Linked DNA regions of Mus musculus: region 1 is linked to region 2. The links are chromatin contacts, called in public HiChIP or PLAC-seq maps. All regions are on one chromosome and are shown on one strand. Each heading gives the region's core, a stretch centred on a gene start, on an enhancer-like site or on the middle of the called end of the contact. The rest is flanking DNA. Distances are from core to core; before and after follow the strand shown. Region 1 holds the start of Onecut3 (one cut domain, family member 3). Region 2 holds the start of Atp5d (ATP synthase, H+ transporting, mitochondrial F1 complex, delta subunit).

Region 1 (6,221 bases), core at 1,975-4,474, 350 kb before region 2:
GTGCTCCCCTGAGGTGGCCACACTTTTAGAAGTGACACAGTCATCCTGTAACAGTCTTAGGGAGAGATGCTGGTCACCAGAGCTTTGAGAGACAAGAAGCCAGTCTGACCGTGGCTCCCTTTGGAATGGCTAACCTCTTGCTTCAAGTGGGACACGGAGGGCTGATGGCCTTACAGAATCTGGGACCCTGGGCCCATGTGTTGTCCAGCAGTTCTGTGGTGTGTCCGCCTTTTGTGTCCACAGGAGAGCAATTGGAACGTCACTCGTGCAGGTGACAGGCGAGTGGCATGGATTTGGGGTACACAATGGTTGTATGTCCAGGAGGGGAGGTCTTGGTCTTAGAATCCACAGAGCACCAGATCACCTGGAGACAGTGGATCGGGGGCACACTACCCGAGGAGAACCATGGACAAGACAGGACAGGACAGGATAGGGGCTGTGTTCTGGGGCAGGTGTCCTTGTGTCCCTCACTAGCAACAGGGCTCTTCAGATAAACCTGTGTGTGTGTTTATCCTAATGTCTTCCAGTGCCACCTGCCCACCCCCCAGGAATGCATGGCCCCAAAAGCCCAAAGACAGGGCGCATCTCATCACTGAGTTATCCCACTAAAGACTCCAGAGGAAGGGGAAACTAAAGTGGGTCTGTGTGTGTGCCAGCCTGCACAGTGGGCTTAGAATCCACAGATAGAGCAAGTAGCACAGGCTCCAACCAAACCCACGTCTATCTACCCCCCCGCTACGCCCAGGGGCCCCTGCTTCTCTGCACCCCACACAGGCTTGTAGTGTGGTCTGAGGGGTACAGTCAACCCAGTTCTCAGCTCCTGCCTTAGGGGCGCCTCTCTTGAGTCCCGGCTGCCCCGCCCCTCTCTGTGTTTGTATGCAGAGGGATCGATGAGGCTCTGGAAACCGCTATTGTCCCTGGAACGGGGTGCACAGCCCCCTCCCCACTACGCCATAGAAAAAACGCTCTGCCCAGACCACCGGCCTCCTGACACCCCTTCCCAATCACGGAGGATGTAGGGTCTATGGCACACCCCCACATTCCTCGCTGGGGTGGGAGGGGACAGGTTAGACCAAAGGAGGAGACAACGGGTCCCCCAGGGGCTGGCTCGCATGCTTCTGTGTGTGGGAGAGACTCAGGCAAGGCGCAAGAGAAGAAAAGAATAAAGAGAGACTGGACTGGGTACCGAAGAGGCAGCTCGAAGAGAGGGACAGCAATTTGTCCCCGTGGAGAGAAGTAGAAAGGGGGGACAGGAAAACAGGAGGGAGTGAGGCCCTGGGAGCCACGGGGGGGGGGGGGTGTGAAGGCCTCTGGTGGATGCCACTGAGCCCAGGGTCCCAAGGGCTGCCCCTCCCCCAATCTCAAATGACCTTTGCCAACGGCCAGAGGGGGGAGGGATGGGGGACTAGCGGATCGATCGTCGGCAGAGGCTGAGCTGCATAGGAAGAGAGCTCGGTGGTGGTGGTGGTGCTGGGGCTGGGGGCAGAGCGGTGGCCAGGCCTTGGCTGAGTCTAGTCAGCACCTAGAGCTTTGTGACTGGGTGGAGAGAGGGCGCCTTTGGTCCCTCTTGCAGGATGTTTGGGGACGAGGGGAGTGGCACCTCTGATCGCAGGGGATCGTGAACCCAAGGAACGTGCTACAGACGCGCGCATACACGCGCACACACGGAGCCACGCGAGGGCTGTTTTAGTTTAGCACCCTATGTCTACATCAGCCTCAAAGACACTAGACACCCTACACAGTCCCTAAAAGAATAGGGACGGAAACAATAATTGTATTTGCCCTCTTTCTATTAGTGACACTCGGCGATGCAGACCCCGGGTCAGCCTCAGAGGCTACAGTTTCCCCCCTCTAGGCTGGCAGGACGCACTAGCCAAGGTCCTTCATCCTGTGCCAACCATGTCCCCCAGGATCGAGCCTCAGGGGCCCTTGTCCCTACCTGCCAGGCGCAGCGCCGACATGCGCTGGAACTCCGGCTCCTGCAGCCACTTCCACATCCTGCGGAAGGTCTCGCGGCCGGATTTGAGCTTGCTCCAGGGCTTCGGGTTGCGCAGCAGGTCGGAGAGCGTGCCCTGCGAGCGGCACAGGATGCGCTGCGCGAAGATGGCCTGCGGGATGCTGTAGCGCTTCAGCTCGGCGGTGATGCGCTGGGCCACCTCTTTGGTGTTGATCTCTTCGGCTGCAGCGCCGGCTCCCGGGCCGCCGCTGCCGCCGCCAGCGCCACCGCCCCCTCCGGGGCCACCGCCGCCTGAGTGAGGCCCGTGCGCCCCGGCCGCAGCCAGCCCGCCCAGCGGAGCCAGCAAACCCGCGGCCGCCCCGCCGGCCGCCCCGCCGCCTCCCGCGCCGCCGCCGCCTCCAGGCAGCCCTCGGGCCAGCGCGTCCTCTGCGCGCCCCAGAAGCGCCGCGTGTGGCTCGAAGGCGGCAGGTGGCAGTAGTTTGTCCCCGGCCAGGTGGCCCGGAGCCCCGTAAGCGGCGAGCGGTGGCGGCGGCGGCGGCTGCGGGGCGCTGTGCAGAGCGGGGGGCAGCGCGCTGGGCAGCGGCGACAGTGGCGACCCCATGGTGGGCAGCTCCTTGCCATAAGGCCCGTAGAGGTGGCCCACCGAGGCCAGCGCCGCCCGCTCGTCGCGCATGAGGGTGAAGCTGCCGCTCACGCTGGCCGCCAGGCGCTGCGGAGGGGGCGGTGGCGGCGCGGTGGCCGGGTGAGGGTGAGCGTGTGGATGGCCTCCGTGCGCCCCAGCCACCGCGTGCTGGTGGAACTTATCGGCCACGGCGGCCAGCGGCGGCAGGTGCTGCAAGGGCGTGAGCGTGGTGTAGGTGCCACCCAAACCTGGGGCCTCGCACGCCATACCCATGGCCGGGTGCAGGGGGCCAGCCAGCTCCCCACGGAAGTCAGGGCCACCACCCGCGGCCCCTGCAGCCCCCGCGCCCCCGGCGCCCCCGCCCCCGGCGCCACCACCGTCCAGCAGGCTAGCCATGCCGGCCACCAGGCCTGGGCGCCCCGATGCCACTAGGCTTCGGTGTTGGGCCGCGGCGGAGCGCGCGTGGCCCGGGCTCAGCAGCTCGCCGGCTTGCGCGTGTGTCACCCCGTGCAGCCCCCCGAGGCTCTCCAAGCTCAACTCCATCCTGGGTGTCCTCTTCGTGTGTGCTCAAGGCCGCAGCATGGTCCCCACGCACTGGCCGACGCTCCTGGTGGCGGCGGCTGCTACTGTCCCGCTTGTTCAGTGCTCTCGCTCGGCTTCGGCTGCTGCGAGCAGCGGCCACCAGGATGTGGCGGGGCGGCCGCCGCCGGCGCCCCGGCCCGGGTCTGACGTCAGCGCCCCCGCCCATCGCTCCGCCTGCACCCGCCAAACCCCTTGGAGCACCAGGCTGGCTTCTTGGGTCTCCCCATTCTCCTTGCCCTGAGAAGAACCTGAGGGATTGGGGTGGGGGACCGCTAGTCCTGGCTCTGTGTGAGTGTGAGTGAGTGTGTGTGTGTGTTCTCATATCAGCGTCTTTGATTCTCTGTCCTGTACATTCCCCCTTCTGCCCCTACCCGCCCCCAGTTCCTGAAGTGTGGCTACAAACGCCCCCCAACTCTGTTGACACTCTCAGAAAGATGGGCTGTTTTCCCCGTATGCACACAAAGATTTCAAAACCTCTTTTGGGATGAAGTGGGGCTATTAGTAGGTCCCCAGAACAATCACACATTGGCCTCAAGCACAAGGAAAAGCAGGCATTTGGGCATTTGGGCCTCTGTTTCTTCAATTGTGCAATGTAATTGCCCTGCAGAAATCTTTCTTAACAGGGACTTTAGTGGTTTTTAGGCCCAGGATTGGGAAGACAGAGGCAGGTGGATCGTTAATTTGGAGGCTAGCCTGGTCTATGTAGCAAGTTCCAGTCAGGCAAGGGCTTTATAGTGAGTCTTTGCATCAAAGCAAACATAAATTCCTCCAAGGTCCGGTGTAGTGGCACATGCCTTTAATCTCGGCACTTGGGAGGCAGAGGCAGGTGGATTTCTGAGTTCAAGGTCAGCCTGGTCTACAGAACTGGATTCAAGGACAGTCAGGGCTACACATGGAAAAGATGACAGAGAGGGGGGGAAGAGAGAGGGGAAAATTCCTCCTAAGTCCCGTGTAATTGGCTACTTCCTGTCCCCAATATCTCTGGGGTCTAAGGATGTCTTGTCTGAGACTGGTCATCTCTAGACCAGCTTGGGTTTGGGGTTTTTTTTTTTTTTTCAGACTGAGATAGCTAGCCTAGGATCTCTCTCTCTCTCTCTCTCTCTCTCTCTCTCTCTCTCTCTCTCTCTCTCTCTCTCTCTCCCTTTCCCACCTGCAGACAGTGAAGGGGGACAGAAGGGGTACATGGATGGCACCCTACAGGCACAAAGCACCTGGGAACAAGACCCCTTGGGTTTGTGGAGAAGAGATTACCGATTACCAGGGTGGCCATGCCAGACTCTGGGGGGACCTTGTGTTAGGAGGGTGTCTTCACTCAGCCTCAGCCCCTGCCTCCCTTGCCCTGCTCACTGCCAGGGAGGGTTATTGGCATTTGTTCTGGAGCTTGAGTCACCCATGGGCTCTGACGCTCACTCAAGGGATGCCCCCACCAATGGCTTGGGCTATCAGGCTGGAAACAAAGCAAACCAAGAATCTGATGTCCACAGTGCACTGGCTGTGTGACAGGCGTGGTGGTCCATGCCCGGGGCTGCACAGATCCTTTTCTGTTCCTCATTTTCCCCTTTCATGCTGCCCCCCCCCCCCCAGAGAAGAGGATCTTGGAGGAAAGTGAGTGGCATTGTATATGAGCCATTAAGGGGGGGGGTACACAGAGGTCCCTCTCCCAAATCCTTGGGTGGACAGGGCTGAAGGGACTGTTTCAATGTGAACAAGTCAGCATTTATTAAGCTCCAGCTGTTTAACAGTCCTAGAGAGGGAAGAGATCCAGAGCCTATCACTTCTTGCCTGTTGCCATCTTGGTCTCCTGGTTGGGGGTGGGGGTGGGGATAGTGGGGAGTAAAGACTGCAGAGGGGGCCATTAGGGTGAAGCTTGCAGGAGTGGGTACTTTTACCCATCCATCTCCCCCAAGGGGCAGAAGCCTTGGGGTCTTCTGATTTGGGGAGCCTGGACAATTTGGGGCCACAGCCATCTTCCAGATAGAGGAACTGAGGCACACAGAGTGTCTGTTGCACCACTGGGGTTTCCTCCCCAGTGACAAAGAGCTGGGGACAGTTGCTATGGCCAGGATCAGAGTCAAGTCTGCAGTCCCCAAGTCTATCCTACAACATCACAGATAATTAAAAATAATCGTGGGGTGTGGAAATCAATCCACCACCGTCAACCGATAGCATTCAGAGCTCTAGAAAGCAAAGAGCTACAGGGGTTGACTGGGTGTTTAAAAACAGAAAAACAAAAGATGACCATAAACCCTTTCAAATACCAGCCACCCCGGGATTCCTGGGCAGAGGGTTGGGATGATGCAGTCCCCTGCCTTCATTTTTTTTGTTTCAAATGATATCTATAGCCCCCCTCCCCCATGAGCGGAGAATCCATTTTGAAGAAAAAGAGAGGAAGCTGGGGGCTTTGAGATGAGGGGACTCCCTTTTCTCTTGAACAAGAGCAACCTCAGGTGCCACACACTCCCTTGCAGACTGTCCAGACTTAGACAGGGCTTCTCCCGGCATGTGCAGCCTGTGCTTGAGTCTTCTGGGCATGAAGAGCTGGATCTCCACGAGGTCTGCGGTCCCACTGAGAGATGGAGTAAAAACCTAGGGGTCCCTAGGAAACGGACTGTGCCCCCTGAGCCCCAAGAACTGGCCTCCCCCACTTTAGTAATTAGTGAAATAGAATTGAGCGGGGCCACGGGCGAACCGGTGACTGGGGCCAGATCGATCTTGGGTCATTAGCAAATTGAGGGTGGAGGAGGGGTGAGCTGGAGTGGGGCAGGGCATCCCCCATATTTATCCCCGTGGGGACCTAGGCCAACTCAGAGAACCTCTCAGTCGACCTCAGTATCCCCTCTGGGAAAATCAGGGATGGAGTCCAGGAGCCCCTTGGCTGCCTCTGGGGTCTCCAAACGTGCTGGGCTGCGCCTGGCTAATATTCTCCGTCTCTGTGCTAAGCCCACATTTGAGAGAAATCTGAGGCCCAGTTAACCTGAGGGCTGTGAGGGTCGGGATAGCAAGTACAAGCGACAGCGACGTTGGGGACCTGCACGGGCTTCGCAGGAACCCTCAGTCGCC
Region 2 (6,431 bases), core at 1,080-3,579:
GGAGTAGGGCAGGAGAGTGTCTGTGGCTCACTGGCCAGCCTGCCTCGCTAAGAATGTGGCAAACTCAGGTTCTGCCCATCTCAAAGGAACAAAGACAGAAAGAGCTTATGAAGGAGGGTGCCACCAATGTCCTTCCGTCACATGTGTGCACACATCCTTCCCACCTTCACCGCCACGCCTGCTCTGGTACTTGCCCAAACATAACCATACAGAACAACAGTGTGTGGGGGCCTGACTCGTGGACGGAGCCCGGAGCCCTCGGCTGGAATCCCCCAGCGATGACCATGGGCTGTATCCCCTGCCTAGAAAGCTCCAGGCCCTGGGTTCCATCGTGGGTATTGTTAAATAATGAGATATGAGAGAAGACAAGACACACCCCTTCATCTGGAGAAGGGGCAAGATGGAAGTCCAACCCGGAAACGTGGGTCCTTCAGACCGGCTCCCTCCTACACCAAGGCTATCTTACCCTAAAGGCTTAGCTCCTCAACCGTCATTTCTCCATGTCTTCCTGCCCAGCTATGGCGAGGTCAGCTGCTGGCTTTACTCTGTGCCCCAGATGACCACATCTTTGTCATGGCAGGCTGGGCAAGCTTCTTCCCTTTGCTTTCTCCCTGCCCTTCTCAAACCTGAACGTCTATGCATCCTGGGCCACACTCACCAAAGTACTTAGTCGTGGTGCCGTCTTCTGTGTGAACCACTACCAGCCCAGGCCGTAGGACCTGTAGTGTGGGGACATGGGATGCCAAGATGCCAAAGGCTCCAGTCAGCGTAGGCACGTCCACTTGCTTGACGTTGGCACTGTCAAAGAACACCTGCAGAGAGTGTACACCATGGGGTAGGCATTATCCCATGCCTGCTGTACAGTGGGCACAGAGAGGATGGAATTCTGATGGGACACAGACACTACCAAGAGCTGACATTAGACTCAGCTTGCTCACCTGTGAAATGTCTATGTCTAAAAGAGTGTCTAGAAGAGGTGACTGAAACAGAGGGCAATGCAGTGTAGTGCAGCGTGCTGATCCAGCCCCTGGTATGGGGTTTCTGAGAAACCCAAAGGCTGTCTCACAACCACTCAGGAAGTTGCTATGAGGTAGTCAAAAGTGTAAAACCAACCCAGGCTTACAAATAGCATGGCTGTAAGTTGGTAAAACCTTGGCTAAGGTCTATCCAATTAAGGATATTAGGTCCAGGGCTGGAGAGATGGCTCAGTGGGTAAGAGCACTTCCGAAGGTCCTGAGTTCAAATCTCAGCAACCACATGGTGGCTCACAACCACCCATAATGAGAACTGATGCCCTCTTCTGGTTTGTCTGAAAACAAACAGTTTACTTACATACAATAAATAAGTAAATCTTTAAAGAAAAAAAAAAAAAAGGATATTTGGTCCAGGCAAACCCAACAGGATGAGGAGCTTCGGTCAATCCCAGGTGACCCCAACAGTGGCCAGGCTTCTGTTCTGAGTCCAAATCTCCTTCAGGATCTGGGTCCAGGCAATTTCCAAGAGCTCCAGGTCTGGGTACTGGTGACCCCTATCTGGGCAACAGCTTGGGGACTTGGGGAATCCCCCACGGGTAGAAACTGTGAGCCATGTAAAACCCAAAGGCATTGCTCTGTGCTCCATTGTTCATCCTAGCTCCAAGTGACACCACCTAAGCCTTGAGTAGAGCCTGGGGTTCATATCAATCTCGGGTACAACACCCAAGGACAGGGCCTGAGTGACCACCACCAAGGTGTAGAGCCTAGAACACCCCAAAACAGAAGGGTTTGTGAAGGCAAAATCTGGGTTCCAGATATAGGTGATCCACCTCCCAGAGGGTGGAGTCTTATGTCCAGGTGACGCCCTTAGGGGTGGAGCATGAAGTTTCAGTGAACACTGAGGTCGAGCCCTGGGTCCAGGTGACCCCATCCAGGGGTGAGGTCTGGGGTGGGGGGAGGTTCACAGGGCCCCATGGGGATGAAACAAATGACCTAATACAAGAGAACCTCTTCCACGGGTCAGATCAGGGGCTTGACGAGTCTGGGGGATGTGAGTTCGTACCTGCGTCGGGGAGGCAAAGGTGAAGGACATCTGTCCGGGCCCGGCGGCGGGGGCAGGTGCAGCGGCGGCCTCGGCGTATGTACGCGCCTGAAGCATCAGGCGGCGCAGGCCCGGGTGACGAAGCAGTGAGGCGGGCAACATGGTGGCGGAAAAGTCAGTGGACTCTAGCTTCGCGGGCGGCCGACACACTGGGCAAGCGAGGCGGCCTTCAGGGAGGGAGAAGGACGACGCGCGGTGCCTTCTGGGAGGCGCAGTTCCCACAAGAACGCACGCGCACAGGATTCTCCGAAGGCTGCGCGATGCAGTACGCGCTGAGCATTCTGGGAGGTATACTTTCCCTTGGCCCCACCCCTTGCAGTGATGCCTAGAAGTGGGATCCTCCTATGCCGGGTGGGTCATTCTGGGAATTGTAGTTTTCTTCGCCTTCTAACAGCAAACGACTCTGGGTTCTTGGGATGCGGTTCTTTCTGCAAACGAACATATTCCCTCAGGAGGGGAATGTTTGCGCGGAAATGATATGGGCTTGATATCAGGTGCCAAGCATTCGAGGCCCAGAAGAAGCAAACCTGTAACGTGTTGGAACAGAAGAATTAAAATGTAGAGTGCGGTGACACACTCTTGCAATCCCCGCACTCGGAACAACCTATTTCCAAAAGTGCATCAAATATAGATGGGCAGTGGTGGCGCGTGCCTTTATTCCCAGCACTTGGGAGGCAGAGGCAGGCGGCTTTCTGAGTTTGAGACCAGCCTGGTCTACAGAGTGAGTTCCAGGACAGCCAACAGCCAGGATTATACAGAAAAATCCTATCTCGAAACACACACACACACACACACACACACACACACACACACACATATATATATATGCATATGCCAGGCGCAGTTAATCCCAACTCCCCGGAGGAAGACTCAAGCGGGGCTCCATGAGTTTGAGACCAACCAGGACTACATCATGAGAAGCTGCTAAATAAATAATTAAATTTCATGATGCCCGCTGCGGTGCGTGCTGGGGAGAGGTCGTGCCAGGAAAGAAGTGCACCGGATGGCGGCAGAGGGCGCGCGAAACCTGGAGATGTACTCGCTCTTCTCCGCAGTCCCCTCCCTGCGGGCCTCCGCCCCTGCGTGCCACTGACGCAGGAGCCCGTGCGCAGGCGGCCAAGGGGCCCCACTGACGCCAGTCTTGTCCGCGCAGCCTCGCTCTCGGTCATGACGTCATCACCCTGCCCCCGCACTCACGCAGGTTCCGGCCTCCGCTCAGCTCTTGGTCCCCATGCCCCACCACGTAGGTTCACAGAAAATGCAGGCATAGGCTTGATGGGGCAAACAGAAGGAAAGCCATTAGCTTTGTTGGATCTTAGAGGAGCAGCTGGCAGCTAGAGGGTCGTGGTCACCCTTGAACCAGAGCCTGGCAGATGCAAGACTACAAGCTAGACTACAAACTTATTCTACTAACTAGAGACTCTGGCACGCAGACCTGCTCAAAAGCCAGCAGTCCTGGCCTTAATCAATCTCTATGAGAGACACCTAGTTCCCAGTCTCTATAATCTGGACAGTTTCCCTGGGCAGTGGGCAGCTAGAAACCCCATTCCCTTCCCTACTCCAGCTCTTAAACAGATACACACGCGCGCGCGCACACACACACACACACACACACACACACACACACACACACACACACCCATACCCGTCCCAGGATCCCATATCTACTCAAATGCTCCATGAAGTAAGAACTCAACGCTAGAAAGATCATGCTTGTCCGGTGGTGAGTGTCCTCTTCCTACCCCCATGGCCACTGTGCCTTACCAGACAAGTCTTCTAAAAACTAAACCTAGGGTGCTGGAGAGATAGTTCAGAGATCAGCAACGAGCACTGTTCTTCCAAGAGACGTGTGCTTCATTCTCAGTGCCCATGGGGGACAGCTAACAGTTGCCTGTAGCTTCAGAAGATCTGACATCCTCCTCTGACCTTCAAAGGCATGTAAATTCACGACCCCCCCCCCCAGAATATTTAGTATTTGGAAAATCCATGTGTTCTGACACACTCATGAGCTTGAGACCAACCTGGTTGGGTTCGGAAGTCTATCCTGGTAGTGCAGGCCAGCCTCGGGTCTGTGGATTAATCCCCTTCACTGAAATGAAAAGGAGGATGGTGTCCTGGAAGTCAGTGTAAGCGACCCACCTTCATGATGACACTTATTTGACTGTGTGGCCAAGCAGGGAATAAGCAGGTATGGTCTGGGAGCATAGGCTCTTTTTTTTTTTTTTTGGTTTTTCGAGACAGGGTTTCTCTGTGTAGCCCTGGCTGTCCTGGAACTCACTCTGTAGACCAGGCTGGCCTCGAACTCAGAGATCCACCTGCATCTGCTTCCGCAGTGCTAGGATTAAAGGCGTGCCCCACCACGCCTGGTGCATAGGCTCTTATAATGAGACTGACCCTGGGTTCGAACCCAGGCACCACCGGGAAGAGAACTGTCTGCAAGTGGAAGGAGTTATAAGGTATGGATCATTCCATAACAGACCTCTATGGATGCAAGTTTAAATGTTATTACATTCATTTAGTTAGTGGGCAAGGGGATAGCAAATCTTTGGGTGTCAAAGGACAACTTGTGAGGGGAGGCACTCTTCCTTTCCTATTCGGGACTGAGGGATGAAACATGGCTGCTTGGGCTCGGCCGCAGGTACCTTAGTTTGCTCAGCTCTTTCACTACAGTTCTCTTGTTTGAGAAGGGGTCTTGTGCTGCTCAGGCTGGCCTAGAATTCTGTGTAGCTGAGGTTGACCTTGCGCTCCTGATCCACTTGATTTCACCTTACAAATGCAGGTGTGCGGGACCATCACAGTTCTGAGGGCAAGTTCCCAGTAGGTGTTTTACAGCACTGGCTATCTGCTGGACCCATAAAGGAACCTGCCAAAGAGCAGCATAAAAGAAAAACATGCAAGTGGGGATGGGGATGTACCTATATCTCATGGCTTGTAAACCAAGGGGATATGCAAACTGGAATTGCACATCTGGAGTGGCAGGTGACAAACTAGATAGTTGAGGGTCCCAGAGACCTGAGATACCCGCGTTAGCTTAGGGGCGTAATGCGCCCCGCCCGCACCGGGTTCTGGGACATTGCAGCACCAGGTAGGCTGAGTCGTGCAGGGGTGAGGGGGGCGGGACTGCGCTACAGCGGGAGGGGGCGCGGGAGCTCAGGCTCCGCCCCACGCCCCCGCCGGAAGGGAAGGGGAGGCGGTGGCCATCGCAGTGCGAGCCAGACGCGGCGGCGAGAGCGGCGGGGGCGGTCAGGCTGCGGGACCGGGCGGTTACCGGGTGCACAGAGCCAGGGGCCGGAGCGGGAGCACCGCCAACGCGGTCACGTGCGCGGCCCCACCTCTCCTGCGCGCCTCCCCCGTGCGCTGCTCTCCCCATTCATAAATTCTCCGTCGGCTCCGCGGCCACCGAGCTCCAGAGCCAACCGGGAGAGCCGTGTATCTGCCGCCCGCCCTCCCGCCGCCCATGGGCCGCACGCCCCGGCGCTGAGGTAGGCGCGGCGGGCCCTGGCGCACGGGGCCGGGCGGGGACGGGCGGGCGAATGCGCGCGGCCAGGGGATGGCGACCAGTTCCAGGGTCCGCCCTGGCCCACTGGTCCTGTCGCGCGCGGCTCCGGGAAGGGAGCGGAGCGTGGGAACGGCCTGAGCGGCCCTGCACCCCGCCCACCGCCCGCAGCCCCGAGAGGGAGCCAGCCCATGCCTGCCCTTGGCCTCAGTTTACCCTAGTGACAGGGCGAGAGCGTTGTCGCCTTGGCCTCCTGGATCCTCACGAGCCTGGCGTCGCGTTCTCTGCGCTTTTCCGCACCGTATCCTACTTGGGGGGCCTGGTGGACGTTCTGTGGGGACTCCATGTCTAGGCTTGCGTTCTCGCTGGCTCTCATGACCCCGCCTTCCTCGCCTTGGGTCTCCAGCCATCTTCCTCCCCCACCTCTCATTACCATCCTCACCATGCCCCACCCCCTCCAGCCTGAATTCATTTCCCGACCTACGTATGCGCCCCATGCCACCCACCAAAATTGATGCCCGCTGCTCTCTGCCTGGGTGCGCTGAGGAAACGTAGCCTTCTGGGGGGGGGTACATCGTTTATTCAGGTTTCGCCCCACAACTCCTCCACCATCCAGTCTGAAAAACACTGGTGACGGTGGAGCCTGCGGGCTCTTCTTCCATGGGAAAGGGGTTTGCATGCTCACGCTGGTGTGGGAAGTAGGGATGGATGGCCAAAATGGCCTTTATTACTCCAGAATCATCTTCATTCCCGGACTGAGTCAGGTGCAGTTTTAACAAGCCCCTTCTGAATCCACCCCACCCCATGATGTGCCCTAGCCTCAGTTTCTCCACGCTTCTGGCAGAGGCCTGGTGAGCAG

What was found. HiChIP or PLAC-seq counts read pairs in DNA pulled down with a chosen protein or histone mark.
Region 1: a contact with region 2 is called in a FOXA1 HiChIP or PLAC-seq map of pancreatic cancer cells. The contact joins the promoter of Onecut3 here to the promoter of Atp5d in region 2. A contact is called at or near these places in 1 of 484 Hi-C or Micro-C datasets (embryonic stem cells) and 1 of 115 datasets of contacts at active chromatin or transcription factors (pancreatic cancer cells).

What each region holds. Positions count from the first base shown.
Region 1 is chr10:80,491,909-80,498,129 of GRCm38.p6, reverse strand. It overlaps Onecut3 (one cut domain, family member 3), which reads right to left and starts at 3,224. Exons shown (of 2, transcript NM_139226.3): 1 at 1,940-3,224. The coding sequence starts at 3,122.
Region 2 is chr10:80,138,213-80,144,643 of GRCm38.p6, reverse strand. It overlaps Atp5d (ATP synthase, H+ transporting, mitochondrial F1 complex, delta subunit), which reads right to left and starts at 2,329. Exons shown (of 4, transcript NM_025313.2): 1 at 2,038-2,329; 2 at 659-812. The coding sequence starts at 2,178. It also overlaps a transcript of Cbarp not described here.